3 separate regions of the Zea mays genome follow, and regions 2 and 3 are each linked to region 1. Evidence: chromatin contacts called from public Hi-C data. All regions are on one chromosome and are shown on one strand. The core of a region is the stretch at or near the end of the contact, and the rest is flanking DNA. Distances in the headings are between cores, read along the strand shown. Region 1 holds the start of LOC100272822. Region 2 has its middle 19 kb from the start of LOC103646416. Region 3 holds the start of LOC100381598.

Evidence for each region. A called contact is a pair of places that touch in the nucleus more often than the background predicts.
Region 2: a Hi-C map of tassel shows a contact between it and region 1, with 5 times the contacts expected there. The contact joins the enhancer-like site here to the promoter of LOC100272822 in region 1. A contact is called at or near these places in 7 of 25 Hi-C or Micro-C datasets (ear, leaf, leaf mesophyll and 2 more).
Region 3: a Hi-C map of tassel shows a contact between it and region 1, with 3 times the contacts expected there. The contact joins the promoter of LOC100381598 here to the promoter of LOC100272822 in region 1. A contact is called at or near these places in 4 of 25 Hi-C or Micro-C datasets (ear, leaf and tassel).

The regions. Positions count from the first base shown.
Region 1 is chr2:49,301,346-49,306,496 of Zm-B73-REFERENCE-NAM-5.0, reverse strand. It overlaps LOC100272822, which reads right to left and starts at 2,426. Exons shown (of 3, transcript NM_001147275.1): 1 at 1,979-2,426; 2 at 997-1,071; 3 at 216-867. The coding sequence starts at 2,312. The coding sequence ends at 623.
Region 2 is chr2:49,157,085-49,162,235 of Zm-B73-REFERENCE-NAM-5.0, reverse strand. It overlaps the pseudogene LOC103648624. Among protein-coding and RNA genes, the nearest start is that of LOC103646416, 19 kb to the left of the region's middle. Within about 2 kb of position 2,560, at least 17 of the 20 cell types and tissues checked have an H3K27ac peak or open chromatin away from gene starts, as enhancers often do. A contact at or near this core is called in ear, leaf, leaf mesophyll and 2 more, where this site is marked.
Region 3 is chr2:49,432,824-49,437,974 of Zm-B73-REFERENCE-NAM-5.0, reverse strand. LOC100381598 reads right to left here and starts at 3,008. Exons shown (of 12, transcript NM_001329499.1): 1 at 2,674-3,008; 2 at 1,677-1,823; 3 at 1,476-1,590; 4 at 1,294-1,388; 5 at 1,113-1,210; 6 at 336-373; 7 at 1-114. The coding sequence starts at 2,883.

The DNA of each region.
Region 1 (5,151 bases), core at 1,177-3,676:
TAGGACATGCTACAGGTAAAATTAGACTATGACCATTAAGCATCAACTTATCATCAGCAACAAACGAGAAAAAACACAAGCAGAGCCAAAAACTTCACTACAACAAGCAACATGGGATCAGAAACAGAAACAATAATAAGCTAAGATAAAAATAACGAGCCATGTGTATCTAAGTTCACATTCCATTACCATGTGCATATATCATGAGCAAGAAAAAAAATAAGGTCCAGATCGAACCATCCAAGATTTATTCCATCACCATCCATCCGAATTCCGAAACCATAGTTCAACTACGGAGACAAGATTAACCAACCAAAAAAAGCAGTGTTCCCCTCGGCCACAGTCCATTCTCTTATTAGATCGACTCACTTCGTCCAGGCAAGTGATCGATCTATGGGTCGACACCAAGCAGAAAAAACGCCAGACCAGCCATCACGTTACTATACTGAGATGCAACAGAACTACGATGACCTAGTGGCACTAGCTACCACTGGTGATGATACTACTACTACTGCCAAAGGGGGATCTTGAAAACGAGTTGCACTACGACTTCTGCTGCTGCTACGGGCTCTATCCAGGCACCGGCGATGGTTGGCGGCCGGCCGGGCCGGCGCCGTGAGGCTCATTCGAGGATGGTGATAACGGCGATGACGAAGATGACAATCGTGGAGGAGACGACGACGCACCCGTTGTCGGAGCCAGAGTGTGGTGGCGTGGGAGTCGTGGGCGCGGCGGCCGGCGCCAGCGTGGAGAAGTTGGCGGCCGAACTGGTGGGGATGGCCTTGCCGTGGGCGGCGGCGACGCCAGGCTGCTGCTGGGGCGACGGGGACGGCTTCTCGCTTTGTGGCGGAGGGGGAGGGGCCTCGCCTGCCAAACATCGCAACAGAAAATTATGCACAGCACGGATTAGTCCAATTCTCGCATCAATCAAACAGAGCGCGCGAAAAGTTAAAGCGGAAATAGCACAGAGCAGACTAGGTGACAGCGGCTTCGTACGTGTTGGCTGCTTGAGGCGGGGCGCGGCGGGCGGCGGCGGGGCGATAACAGGAACGGTGGCGGGAGGTGACGGACCTGCAGGCAATAGCACGTGATTTTAAGTTTTTAACAGCGTTATAGTCCGCCCAGACATGCAATAATTTCACGTTCAAAAATAAAACAACAAGAGTGATAATTAGTGCAAGGGCAGTATCGTCTCTCGCGTAGAAAAGCATGCGACGCGGCGCCATTTCGTGCGGGCCAAGAAAACAAACGGGCAAGAGAAACGGGGCTGGTCTTTGCCGGCATCCTGAAAGGCTGCAGCGCTGCTGCAGGTTCTGCAACCGGCTTGCAGCCTGCTCCTGCAGAGGCCAGAGCCCAGAGGGCAGTTACTCTCTATGTTCAGAATTCAGGCCAGCAAACTTTCGAGCAACAAAGAACAAGCAGACAATGACGCAAAAAGGAATAAGTGAAAAAGAAACGCAGCGTCCGTGCGTCGCTTAATACTAAAGCAAATGTATATTTCAGTAAGCAAAAACATCAGAAACGGGTCACGTGATCAATGGGGCAAAACAAGCCCAGAGAAGGCAACCAATTAAACGAACAAACTTTTTCAAAATTCAGGCCAAATAGAATAGGCTAAAAAACACGAGTCGCGCGCGTATGGACTATGGAGCCACTGGTGATCTCGCCCCAAATATGCCCACCCAGTAGTAGCGCTCTTGCGAAGAAAAATCGAACAAACTTTATCAAGACGTACGGTACGGGTTCGTCGCCACAGCGGAAGACGGGAACTCGCAACGAAATACCATGACACAAAAACGCACGCCAAAAGCTCAAAAACCAAATCCGAAGACACAGTAGAACAGTACACTAGGATCACGGCAGACCACCACTCGATCCGAGCGAACACACACCCTCGCGCACACACCGCACTCACGCGCACAGGTCACGCACGCACAGAGAGAGAGAGAGAGAGAGAGAGAGTGCGACCGTGATGTACCTTGGCAGGCGGCAGCGAGGTGAGCGCCCACGGTGTGTTGTCCTCCGCAGGAAGCGTAGAGCGCGAGGAGGTGGGTGGCGTTGAGGCGGGCGAGGACGAGCTGCGGTTGGGCGGCGACGCGGCAGAGGCAGGGGACGCCGCCGCCGAGGTCGACGGAGGCGATGATCGGCTCGCAGCAGGGCGCCGTGGGCATGTCCGGCATGCAGAAGAGCGCGATCTGGGTGGCGATGATGGAGGGGTCGCACACCGGCTGCGCCTCGGCTCCCGTGGCAGCAGCCGCCGCCCAGGCGACGAGGCCGAGCAGCAGCGCGAGGTGGTAGAGGCGGAGCTCCATGGGTGGTGTTGGTGGGGATGAGACCTCTCGCTGGCTCGCTCGCTAGGGTTTAAGGGCGGAGGGCTCAGGGCTCCTCAGTGTGGCGTGTGTGGGTGTGTGTGGAGGACAGTTGTGGATGGAGAAGGGAATGAAACAGAAATGAGTGGGGCGCATCTTTTATGGGCGGAACGGAGGAGCCGAGCTGGTTGGTGCCCCTGTTGCTTCCAGACGCCCAGAGAACGAGGTGTGCGTCGTGGGCTGGGCCGTAAACTAAGAGGCTCAGAGTGCGTTTGGTCCCTGCAATGCACAACGCCCCAACCAGACCCCGGCGATGCAATGGCCAATGGCCACAGCAGGTTCGTGTAATGCAAAACCAGTCCGCCAGCCAGACTCGCCGCCCGCGGCGGGCGGGAAAAAAATTCTTCATTCCTCCGGCGCAGCGCCTGGCTCGCGACGCGTGATGCCGTGTGATGCCCACCAAAGCACAGAGACAGAAGAAAATAGCCAGACGCGGCAGCGAAGTCTGGCAAGTGACAACCGAACACTGCACATTCCTCCCCTTGCATTGGGCTTGGCCAGCCGGAGCCTGGCTCCCAGGCGCTAGACAGGCTGAGCAAAAGAAGAAACAACCCGACCCGCTTCACATCGATCGGACACCCCCATTTGCTGCTCCTTCGTTCGACACGACTCACATGCGCGGTGCGTGCATGAAGTGGGCTGCCCGCTATGATTGGCAATGGGCCGGTTCAGGACGGGTCCGCAGGTTTCGAACCGGTAGAGTAATATTTGGGGAGCAACCCCTCCAACAGCTCCCCTACCGTCTACCCCGTAGGCTTTGTTTGGGTGTAGAGGGATTGAAATGGATTGAGGTGTATTGAAGGGGATTGAAAGAAAAATTAGTTCATATTACACTTCAATACACCACATACCACCTCAATCCACTCCAATCTGAGATTACCCAAACAAGCATGTAGGGGGAGACTGAAGAAACTCCCCACATATGGGGTGAGTTCTAATCTCCCCTCATACTTTAATCACTATATTTCTATGTAATATTAACATATTTAAGTACGATAATATGAAAATAATGTGCATTATGGTAGTATAAATAGTTTATGATTTTTTCAAACTTCAAAAACTGATGTAAAAATGTCAAATAACTAAATTATAATATATATATATATATTGGGAGCTGGATAGAGTGAATGATTGTAGACGTTCTAAATGTGAAGGGAATATCTTTTGAGTGATGTAGTAAAATATGATAGAAAGTATAGATAAGGAGAGAAATATGGGGGGATAGTTGGAGATGATCTGAGCGTCTCGGAGGCTGTCGCGGAGGCAATGTGTGCACATCACGCCGTTGCAGCCCTGCTCCTAGCTCCCGTCCACGGCAGTGGCGGGCCCAGGATTTAGAGAGTGGGTATTCGAATTTTTTTATAGGATGATTTTTTAGAAGATTAAAACATGTATATCGACATATATAGTTAATTATATGTATAACCTATAATTAAGCACACACGCTATGGTCATAACTGATTCAATAACTAGTCTACTAAACTCAAATTTCATACAACTATTTCAAAAGTTTTAAATCTAAATGCATCTATTGGTTGTTGCTCAGTTGCTGGCTGGCTGCTTGTCCTCTTTGACATTTTCCAATCGCTAATGCCCCATCTGCAGCCTAGTACTGCAAGCACCAGAGCAGGGGAGGCCAGGTCGGGTGGCCACTAGCTGGGTAGGCTTGGACATTGGCACGATGGGACCTTGCCCCTGGTTGTCTGTCCTGGCACGCGGTGACGCCCTAACTACGGTGGATTGAAGCCTCGGACGACGGACACGCAATGACAGTTAGTCGGTCAAGTCTAGGCACCTAGTTGCGCCGCGGAGCCACGATGTCTCAACGGAGGTGCTGGTGTCTCCATGGCACGTGGGGCTGCAAGGTGTGACCACGACTTGGTGGCTAGTTATAACATCCCAAAATTTAATCCCAAGGTTAGAAACCCTAATCTCCTAGCCCCCCCTTGATTATCCCCTAGACCCCACTTCATAAGACATTTCATCATGTGCATACACCATGATTGTTAGTAGCACCTCACATAGAATATTTTTTTGACACCTAAGAATATATAGCTAAATATTTGTTCAAAAGAAAAAGGAGATAAAAGAAATAGAAATAGAAATAGAAATAGAAATGGAAATAGAAAAAGAAAAAGGAAAATCTTCTCCCCCTCGGCTGGGCCGAATTCCGGCCCAACCTTCTCTCCTCTCTCCCACGTCCCATCTCCGCTCGCGCGCACGCGCTCCTCCCTCCGCCGCTGTCAGCCCGGCCCCACCCATCAGCCGCGCTCGCCCTCGCTCCCTCGCAACCGCCCTCTCTCTAACAAGCGGGCCCCGCTTGTCAGCCCCTTCATCGCGCCCGTGACAAAGCTATCAGCGCGATCGCCGCCGGTCGCCACCCGCCCCGTCGCCATGCCATTAACACGCTCACCAGCAAGGTTGGCGCCTTGCGCCCCTGTCTCCTTGCGCCAACCCGAGCCATCTTGTCACCCGCCTGCCCAAGCCATCCCGTCGCCACCACTGTGTGCCGTCATCGCCGTCGTGGCAAGCTCGCCGGTGCTCGCCACCTCTCCTCCCTTCCCTGCCCTGGGCGCCTATAAAAAGGACCGCTCGAGCACCATCCTTCTTCACACCGGCCTCGGCCACTCCCTCTCCCCTCCCCTCAGCCGAATCGAGCTCCGCGCCGTCGCGCCCTCCCTCCGCTCCGGTGAGCTCCGCTCTCCTCTCTCTGTTGAGTTCTAATCAAATTAATGTAGCCCTTAAGGTTTATCACTCCCTCACGAACACGACACACCACTCC
Region 2 (5,151 bases), core at 1,311-3,810, 140 kb after region 1:
ACTACTTACTAGAATAGAACCCAAATTTTGTATATTAGGTTGTGCTGACAACTTTATTCCTTATTTACCCTTGTTTGACTTTGGGTTTATTTGGGAAGCATGTATTTGCATAGCACTTGAAACCCAGCTACCTTCCAACATATCTGCAAATTCTTAGGGAATATGTGAGTTATCAGTTTTACCAAATTATCTGTGGTTCCAAGCTACATTTATGTCTATGAGGAATATGTTTCTCACGGCACTAAACTTTATTCCATTTTTTATAACACTAAATTTGATAGTCTGGATTCTGGAATATTTATTTTACACATGAACTACATGACCTTTTTTACAACACAGCGATAGGAAAACTGAAATGACACTTTAACTGTTTGTGATAGCTACTTTGTTTGACCTTACATATCCTAAATACCGATTCAGTTTCAATGGCCAAATACTCACAATGTGCCTAGAAAATGTATGTACTCATCCTTATATGGGACTTATAATTTAGGAATTGGAGATCACGGATTAGGACCTACAACTAGTTATTTAATACTAATAAATTCTCGACGTAATTACAACACTAAGATTCAACCATCATGTGTTTATCCATTTTGGCAGGTGAAGCATCCAAGGGTAACGATGTCGACATGGAGGTACGGCGCCCCTGCCCTATGACTTGAGTTAATTTGGTTTCGTTAGTAAAACTCCATGTGCTTGAGACCTCGCAATGTATGTGAAAGAATGAATTGGTCCAAATGCACAAAGTAGTACTTTTCTGCCAAATCCGAAGTTTGTTTGTGTGCATGTTTTAAGATGGTATATATGCTCTCCATGTTTGGGCAGGGTTGATTGATTGGTATATATGCTCTCAAGTAAGGAAACACAGAACGCATGCAAAAATATCCAGGCTGTGATGCTAGCGAACCTGGGTCCTCAAGTTTTTTCTGCATCGGAACTCAGAAGAGCCTTGTGTATTTTTTCTGAAGTTTCTGTCCCTCTCGGGTTTTTTGGAGGTCTGTTCCTCTCTTTTGGCCATCGTTTGGTCCTGGAGTCAGTCACTCACTACCAAGTGTTTCAGAGGTCTGAACTGGTGAGCATCCAGATCTGTTGTTGCTTTTTATTTTCTTCTTCTGTGCTTTAGAGGCATCTTTGTACAACGATGGACTTGTGTGAATTTGTGATATGAACATATATCCATGTGTTTGAAATCTGTATTGTATGTGATATTCTGTGTTGCATGTGATATTATGTGTGTCTAATTTTTCATTTCTGTATTTTTTATTTTTTTCTGGAAAAGAGTTAAGAACGTGGGTACCCACGTTCTTAAGTTTAAGAACGTGGGTACCGTCGAACTTAATGGGAAGCCCTCGCAGACCCACGCAGGACCAATAAGTTCGACGGCCACGTGGCCCCGTCGAACTTAAGGTTAAGAACGTGGGTGCCGTCGAACTTATGGGAAAGAATTCGACGGCCCCGTCGAACTTAAAAACCCACGTTCTTAACCTTAAGTTCGACGGTACCCACGTTCTTAATGTTAAGTTCGACGGTACTCACGTTCTTAACCTTAAGAACGTGGGGGCCGTCGAACTTACTTCTTTAAGTTCGTCCAAAAATCGCCGTCGGCTATATTCGTCGGTAAACCCACGTTCTTATGGTAAGTTCGACGACCTATTACATTAAGTTCGACGGTTTTTTCACCCACATTCTTTAACCAGTTTCTTGTAGTGCTCTTAGGCATTTAATCCTTCTAGTAGTAGACCAGTAATACTAATAGTATATATATTATGTGGATACTCTCAAGACGGTGGCCTAGTTCTGTATACGCACATCGGCTGTTACCTGTTAGAGCATCTCCAAGAGCTATCCATAAAACGACTCCTCAAAATCAGTTTTAAGGGACATCTAAATAATAAGTGGGGGTAGATTTTAATCCTTTCTCCAACAGATCCCTTAAAGTGGTAGATTGTTTCTGGTGAGCCCAAAAACCCCCTCATTTGTAGTTACAAATGAGGGAGTTTTAAGGGCTATGAAAAAGTTAGGAGCGCTTTAGGGAAACTGTTGGAGACATGTTTTTGTGTTTTTCCAAAAAAATAGATTTAGGGGAGACTTATGGGGAGCTTTTGGAGATGCTCTTAGTCTGAAAGTGGACCAGCCATCCCCTAGAATCCCAGTCCCAGACCAATGGTGCAGCGAACGAACCAAAGCTCAAAAGCCTCTAGAAACACGGGATCTAATTTGACAATTAAAAACTGCAACAGTGATGAAAGACTTTGCTATTGTAGATTCTCTTGCAAATTGCAATTGGCGTCGCAGTAATTCCGCGGAGAGGAGAAGGAGGGAACAGAAACACAAAAGAAAGAAATAAAAAGGGCATGGTCCATTGAGAATGGTGGGTTCCTCAACAACAACAAAAGGGGGCCTTTTTAGCAGGTGAGACACCACACCACATGCCGGAATATAGAGGGGCAGTTTCAGAAGAAGAAAAAAAGCATCATGGTGTCACCCCCCGTCACTGTTCACCCCCTTTCGGTTTTTGATCCGTGTCTTGGGGCTGCTTTGCTTTGCCTGGGCCACTGCGGCACTGGCATGCGGGCCATGCGATGTTATGGTGGTTGGATTGGTACATGCCACCGGTGTCGCTGTAGTAGGATCTGGCGAATTTCCAAGGATCCTGAGAGACAGAGAGATCATGGGCATGTGACAGCTACAAATACGATAACTCTCGTCGCCATGTGGACGCCGATCCGCTTGCCCTGCAAGCAAGGGCATTTTCGTGACAGATAAGGTTCTTTTTTGCGCAGCAAACATGACATATAATAACTATATATGATTTTGTTGCCCATATATTATAATTAACTGAGTGTAAATTAATTATTTAAAGCCGTAAATTAACTTAACTAAAAAAATTATCAATTATAAAGTTGAATAACTTTTGAAGTTGTACAACTTTTATTTTGATACATTTTCTATCCGAGATCGTTTGCAAAACTTTCATTTTGAATTTGACAAGCTCGGATGCAACTTTTGAGAGCTAAGATGATTTCAAATAAAAACGTTGTCAACTACAAAATTTCGTAACTTTTTGAGATGTACAACTCATAAAATTAAAGATAAAAATGATTTCTAGTAACGGTTACTTAAGAAAACCGCCACTAGAAACAAACCGTCTGTAAAAATATGATTTCTAGTAACGTTTTTTAAGGATCCGTTACTATAAATAGCGCTTACAGTTAATAACCGAAACCATCTGTAAAAAATTATATACTACTACATGGTTTGAGTTCTTTTCTACCGGTGAAGGCGACCGAAAACAAAATATGGTACTGATTCAGTGCTCCATTAGTGCGACTTGTGTATGTTTGGGAACAGCCCATGAATATGCTCCGGCATGAAATCGTGCCTCGTCAGAATTCCAACAATCGGAGGTCTCTGCAGTGGCACAATAAAGAAACTAGCTATCAGATAGAGTTTGTCACACACACACACACACACACAAAATGAGAGCTGTCAAAAGAATGGCCAGCACTGCAATATTTGATCTCTAGAGAAAGATTCGAAGAGTGAGAGCTCACCCCTGGGGTCTTTGGCACAGCGAGCAGGTGCCTTTAGTCCCAGAGCACAGAAAAGGACGGCGGCCTTTGCAAGTGCCATGGTCTCGACCACCGTGTACGGTGACGTATTTGTAATTGGATGGAGATCGACGTACATGTCCATCTCCTCATCAGAGAAATCCAGGTTCTCAATCTTCAGACCCTTTCCTGAACCGCGCTTGGCAAACTCGAAGGCACCAAATCTTTGAAGCACGGAGCTACCGCTGGTCTTCACCTTCTCTTTCATGAAGCCCTTGCCTTTTAGCATGACTAGCAGGTGGGGATCTAAGCACAAGCCTAACGAGTTCTGGAATCTGGAGCCTCTGATAGAGGTGGCTCGTCGACCACTGGAACCCCATTGTGGCCTGTGATCCTCAACGCCTGAACGATATTCCCCACTCTCTCGACGCCGGCCTGAAAAGAAGATCGGTGGCCCAGACACAACATCGCCAGCAACCAAGGTGCCTCATGTATGGTTCGACATGAGCTCCAGAAGTATCACACAGACTGACACAGTCATCCTCATTGTTTCGCCGATCGAGGAAAGATGTCGCGCCAAGAAGTGCGAACAGTCCAGGATCATGGTCCGATATCAGACCACAAGAAGGGTCCCCACTATGCGCCTGCATGTATGTAGCCCCAGCAAGTATAGCAGTGAAGAATACGAAAAGAGTGGACATGTGGAACACGTTCTTGGTGCCACTGGTGAATAGATTGCGGATGGCATCATCATTTGTGTTGAAGAACAACGCTGCAAGGCCATTGTAATAGTCCGGCGGGAACTGAAAATTCTTAAAATTCCCCAGACCAGCCAATTGTAAGGCATTCCTCCACGGCATCAGCAGGGCACGGAGTGCATGGAGCAAGCCACGGTAACCCATAGCACTTGTGATAAAGTATCAAATCAACCCAGCTGTTGTTGCATTAACGTTCCTGGACTAATTAACTTCCTTCTTTATTACTGATGAGGGGGTTACATATATATATATACAAAGGGGAAGGGTGCCTTATGGACAGACATAACTATTCACCAAAGCAACTGTTGTCCCTTGAAATTAGATCACATGGTTTATTTTCTAACACTCCCCCTTATTAATTCTAATTTTATTTGATCATCCTTCAACTGTTCTTCAAAGATATGTGATTAAGAAATCTAAGATTAAGTTGTTCTCCATTCCTCCTTAAAAACCCAGTGAAAAAAAATAAGAAGTATCTCATTTTTTTGGATTATGAGCGAAAACTTATATCGATTTTCAAAAGAAAGTATGCTTATAACCATCATTCTTAAAACCCTCCATTGAGAAAATAAATGATAAAACATATAGCTTAATTGATATTATCTTGTAAAAACTTTGGATGAGAAAACTTTAGCAAGACATCGTACAAAGAAAAGAATGTAATATGATGACTCAAAACAGGTTAAACGTCACATAGAATTACTCCCCTGATTTTTGCAAGTCTTTAAGCTTTATCATACCAATTCGCTCGACACATTTATGAAACGTGGAGTATGTTAGAGATTTTGTGAATAAATCAACAAGATTATCACAAGACTTTGTGTGCAAGTTGTTTATAT
Region 3 (5,151 bases), core at 1,759-4,258, 130 kb before region 1:
AGGGCAATTCCTCCACAGTCTCGTTGAGCGCTATTAATTTATCCTTCAATAGCCAAAACTCATTGAAGAATACTGTAGGATAATAATCGCCCGTAACTGGATCCACATTCAGATCTGTCAAGCTATTGTAAAGGAAAACCAAAACCATTCTCAAAACATGTAACTTTTCTATATTCCAGCTTTCAACATTAGTTGGATTCAAAGTTCAAACAATGAAATTTTTGAAGAAAAAAACAGTAAGCCAGTAAGAACAATATCTATGCTGTAAGTGTAAAAGTGGAACTATCACAAAACAAAAATGATATATGTTACTATCTGTTACAGTTTAAGGATACATGGAGCAACAATGGGAGGTACATTATTGTTGGGATACCTGTAAAATGTGAACGGGGCAATGTCAATCATATGCAGAGACGATGGACAGATTAAAGAGGACGCATAACATAGAGAAGATGTACAGAGCAAAGAGGAGACATAACGTAGAGAGGATGTACAGAACAACAAGAACACATAAACAGCAAAGCTGATGCTATATACAACAACAATAACAACAAAGTCTTGTCATATGATCAAGAAAAACATATGCTAAAAATGACTGGTGCAAAACCTGGAGCTGTTAAGAGGGGAAAAACTCATGTAGTTTCATCTGCATGTCAATATAACCTCAGTGCTACCTTGAATTTAACCATATTTAGGCTTAGCAGTATCGCCTTGTGATTACCATATGATGCAAACAGCTTCTATATCAAATTGGACGAGGGTTGTAAGTGGCCCTCAGAAAAGTTGGTACGTTATACAAACTCTTGATTCAGAAATTCTTATTCATTGTAATAACATCGATCTTGTTTAAAATAAATGCTACACTGGAGACTGAAAGTATTTTGTCACCAACTGGAAATTGTATAACGGGGCATATGTCCAATTTAGTACTTCATGGTAATGTGGTAACTATCAAGGCAAGGTAAAATGATTAATAGCTAAGCTGTCAAAAGGGCAGGGTGAGAGGGGTGGATCATGTGCCAATGTTGCAACATATTGAAAGGAACATAAATCTCAAGCAAGTAAAATCAGTACAAATCAAACTTAGAAACAGAGCTTGATTTTGTGAATACCGTGTGAAATCTTCAACAAGATTTATTGTTACATTTGGTTTCCAATAAGATATATATTCAGTCGGACCCTCATCTTTATCCTCAGATTCTTTATTCTCCTGCAGATCAAGTAAGAATTTTGTTAGCTTGGAAGATACAAGGAATACCATAAATTTGAGCGACAAAGGATGAAAACAATAACCTTATTGCGCGGTGCTTTCTCTTCAGGCTCTTCTGAATCTCCAAGCAAGCTCTTCTTTTTACCAGCTTTTGATTTTGGCAAGAATGCCACAACAGCTAAAGGACAGGTACAATGTAATCAGTATTACATAAGTATGCGAGATCATATAAAGGAAGATCATGCTGGAAAACAATAATACATACGATGGGTCCTCCCAAACGAAGATTTCTGCTCATATTCTGGATCTGTAGGGTCCACAGGATAACCCGAACGGGCGAAGTAAACATGAGCATACAAAGAGCCATTATGCTTGAGAGCCTGTAACAGTACATACACAAAATTTAAAAGAAATAGACCATAAATGCATGAAATAATGTTTAATGTTACTGCAGTTAGTAGCCTACCTCTGACGGATAGTACGTTAATGACCGTGTTCTAGTACTGGTAGGTCCCCAGACTGCATATGGTATGTTTGCCTCGTGCCAAATAAGTGCATCCTCATTAGCAAAATCGTTGAACTTCTCGTTCTCTGACAAATACATCCACATATCCTGCAGCAAAATAGCCACAATGCACTTGGTGTTTATAGAAATTCAAAAATGGCTACTGGCCCAGGGAAGGCCTAACGAATGAACTCTGCACTATACATTTTGTCGAATATGCTGATACTACAGCAACAAAATCCACATGGTACAATTACAGAGTTTGAAAACTGAATCCAACAGCCAACCTTGAACACACCAAACCTAATCTAAACAACTAGGAGATATTTCCATTCCAGCATAAACATAACGAACAACCCCTCCTCTGTCCCAAATAGATTATTCAAAAGTCAAAACCCTAGCTTAAACACTACAAAAGTTCTAAACATAAAGTCACCAATAGCACTGCACCTACATGTTCACACAACTTGCTGAATTCAGCAGCAGCATGTCATGACCAAAGTTCACAAAACTTCTAGGGTTTATACTATTTCTGAAAAAATCATTAGCAACAATCAGCTTAGCCTCCTGAGATCCAATTAACACACCCAAAGCGCTATCCTTTTTTATCACAATAAAAGGAATGTTGGTGATGCAGAACACCAATATGAGGTGATCACTAGGCCTGAAAATATCTCCCTTGCACTCGAACAAGTAAAAACAAACGCTTCTGCGTCCGCTAAGTAGTCAATTCCTCTTGCGAACAGCACCCATGAGTGCCCCTAACAACTACAGCTTCCGGATCACAGCAACCAAAGGAAAGGTCAGACAATTAAATCCTAAAATTACCTTGACATCAGAACAAACATAACCAAACTACCCGCACTACAGAACCTAAACCCACTGACGAGCAAGCCGCGATCGACCTAAGACGCATCTTCGAACCGAAATCTCGCAAGATGGCCGAGGACGTTCTCACCATTGGCTCGCCCTTCTGGAAGAGGTTGGACATGAGCATCCCGGGGTCCGCGGGTGGGCGCTTGGGCCCGAAGAACTTGGACGCAAAGTACCAGAACACCGCCATCCGCACGATGCCTGCGATGCTCTGCCCCAGGCCGCCCTGGCGCCCCGCGGGGCCGCGACCCTGCGGCTGCGCCGCCGCGGCCACCGTCGCCGCCGGCTGCGACATGGCCGCCGGCGAAACTGGATCGGAGCCGAGGAGGGGCGCCTAGATGGGACTGTAGAGGAGGTTTTTCGGTTTGTGTTTTTCTCGATTGCGTGATGCGTTCGGAATTTTTAACCGGGGGCGGTTTTGCGTTACTTTACATCTGATTTTACAGATAAGGGCGTCAGTTGTTCCGTAATTGACTCCCTGTTCTGTTTGTGCTGCCAGCGGTTGGCCCGTTGCCGATTGGCTTTGTGCTTTGGAGTAATTCTTGAGGACTTCGGGGCCTGTTAGAGATGGAAGCACAATATGTGCTGCAGCTGGGATTTGCATAACGAGGCATGTGGCCATCCTGATGGGAAGCAAAATGCTAGACGTACACGTACCACTGTGGCAGTGGCAGCTCCTGAAAAGCAAAGTATTGCCGACTCGAATAAATAAAAATAATTGAAGTGACATTATTACATACAGAGAAAATAAGTGTAGCTATGGTATTTATACCGGTAAAACTTTCTTAAATTAATTAGCAATATTTGTATCTAAAAATAAGTTTATTATAAAATTAAATTCAACGGTCTATCTACTAGTTATATATTATAAATATTAATGTTTTATACTCCATCTATTCACAAGTATATTACGCGGTTGATTTTTTCAAAAGATTAATCACTCATTTTATTTGAAATGTAAAATGTTAAGTCACGCTTGATAAAATAAATTATAACAAAATAAATGATATGTCATGTTTTTTAGTAAGCCGAATGATTACAATTTTGGGGAAAAGTCAAGTAGAGAGTATATATTTGGTCAAAGTTAAAAATATTTACTTCTCAAAAAGCGTGAACGATATTTGGAACAGAGAAAGTACATTAAGATTAATGTTCCAATGTTTGCCTCCTCACTCGGTAGCACCCTTTATGGCGTGTATAGAGGTTTAGGTGATATTAATAGTTTAGGAGAGGTATCACGTATAATTTTATCTAACCTGAAAGAAAATTACAAAGACATCGTCTAGTAAGTATGAGAAAAAACTTTCTTAGTGTTAGTTTGGAAACTCTATTTTTCCAGTAAAAAATAACTAATTTCTCTTGAAAGATATAAAACCCTTGGAAAAAATTAGGTTTCTAAACTAGCCCTTAGACAACTTTCGCACTATAGAGGTATCGTCTATTGTATTACATATGAACACATATCATTCAACAATTGAATACTCTTTAGACTACTATATTCACATAGTCGCTTGTCTATTACTATAGAGTATCTGGTTAACACGGTATTGTCTTAAAGATTATGGTTGCCTGAACAATTATACATATCCTTATGTATATAACAACAGGTAGTGCAAAAATGTGTACATCTTACCTTATGCTACAGAATATCGTATCTTGGCTAAATTGGATGCACCTTAGTAGAAACATAAATATAAAATGTATGGGATCGAATCATCATCACAAAAAAGGACATGCGATTCATCACATTAGGAAGACAGGCACCATCTTTTGTTTTCAAACTCTCAAGCGTTACTCTATGGTAAACTATAGGTTTATATTTATGTTATGGGTTGCAGAGGCCGTCCTTAACATATGCACAGTTCTTCCTCTTGTTTATCTGGGAATTGAAGAACACTTATATCTTTTCCAGTGAGAGGTTATTCATTCAGTGAGTGATTCATCCAACATCTAGTGACAAAAAAATGATGGTCCACATATATATGGAGGTTACTCCTGAAAGTCTGCAATTGCCCTAACACTCCTTTTTATCACAACTCGTCACCCTTTTTCAATGAACATTCAATCACATAAGGTTATTCCCAGTCCAAAGTATTATACTCAAATATCCAAGAATGTCATATAGGATGAACAATATGATACTGATACAAGATACACTCTCCACATTGTATAGTATCATACTTATGTTTTTATTATTTAATTGGTATGATGTTGTGTCTATTAGAATGGACCCAAGCATTATTTTTTTGCCACAACCTAAGACATCATGCCAAAACAGCATCTTACTTAAGATACAATTTTTCTCTCCCTCCTATTAAATAGCTTAACACATCACGAAAAAATCCTATGTGCCATCTTATTAATGTGTATGATACTGCCCACTAGGAATAGCCTAAATTCTCCACTCACTCCCCTAGAAAAAGCATAACTCTACTTGGTTAACATTTTCCTTAGAACCGTTGTCGTTACGGTTGTGGGTTTTCCTCTTTCTAAACACTGTAGAGAGGGTGTTTTTGAAAGCAAAATATTTTTATATGTTTATATACCATGATATTTTTCCCAA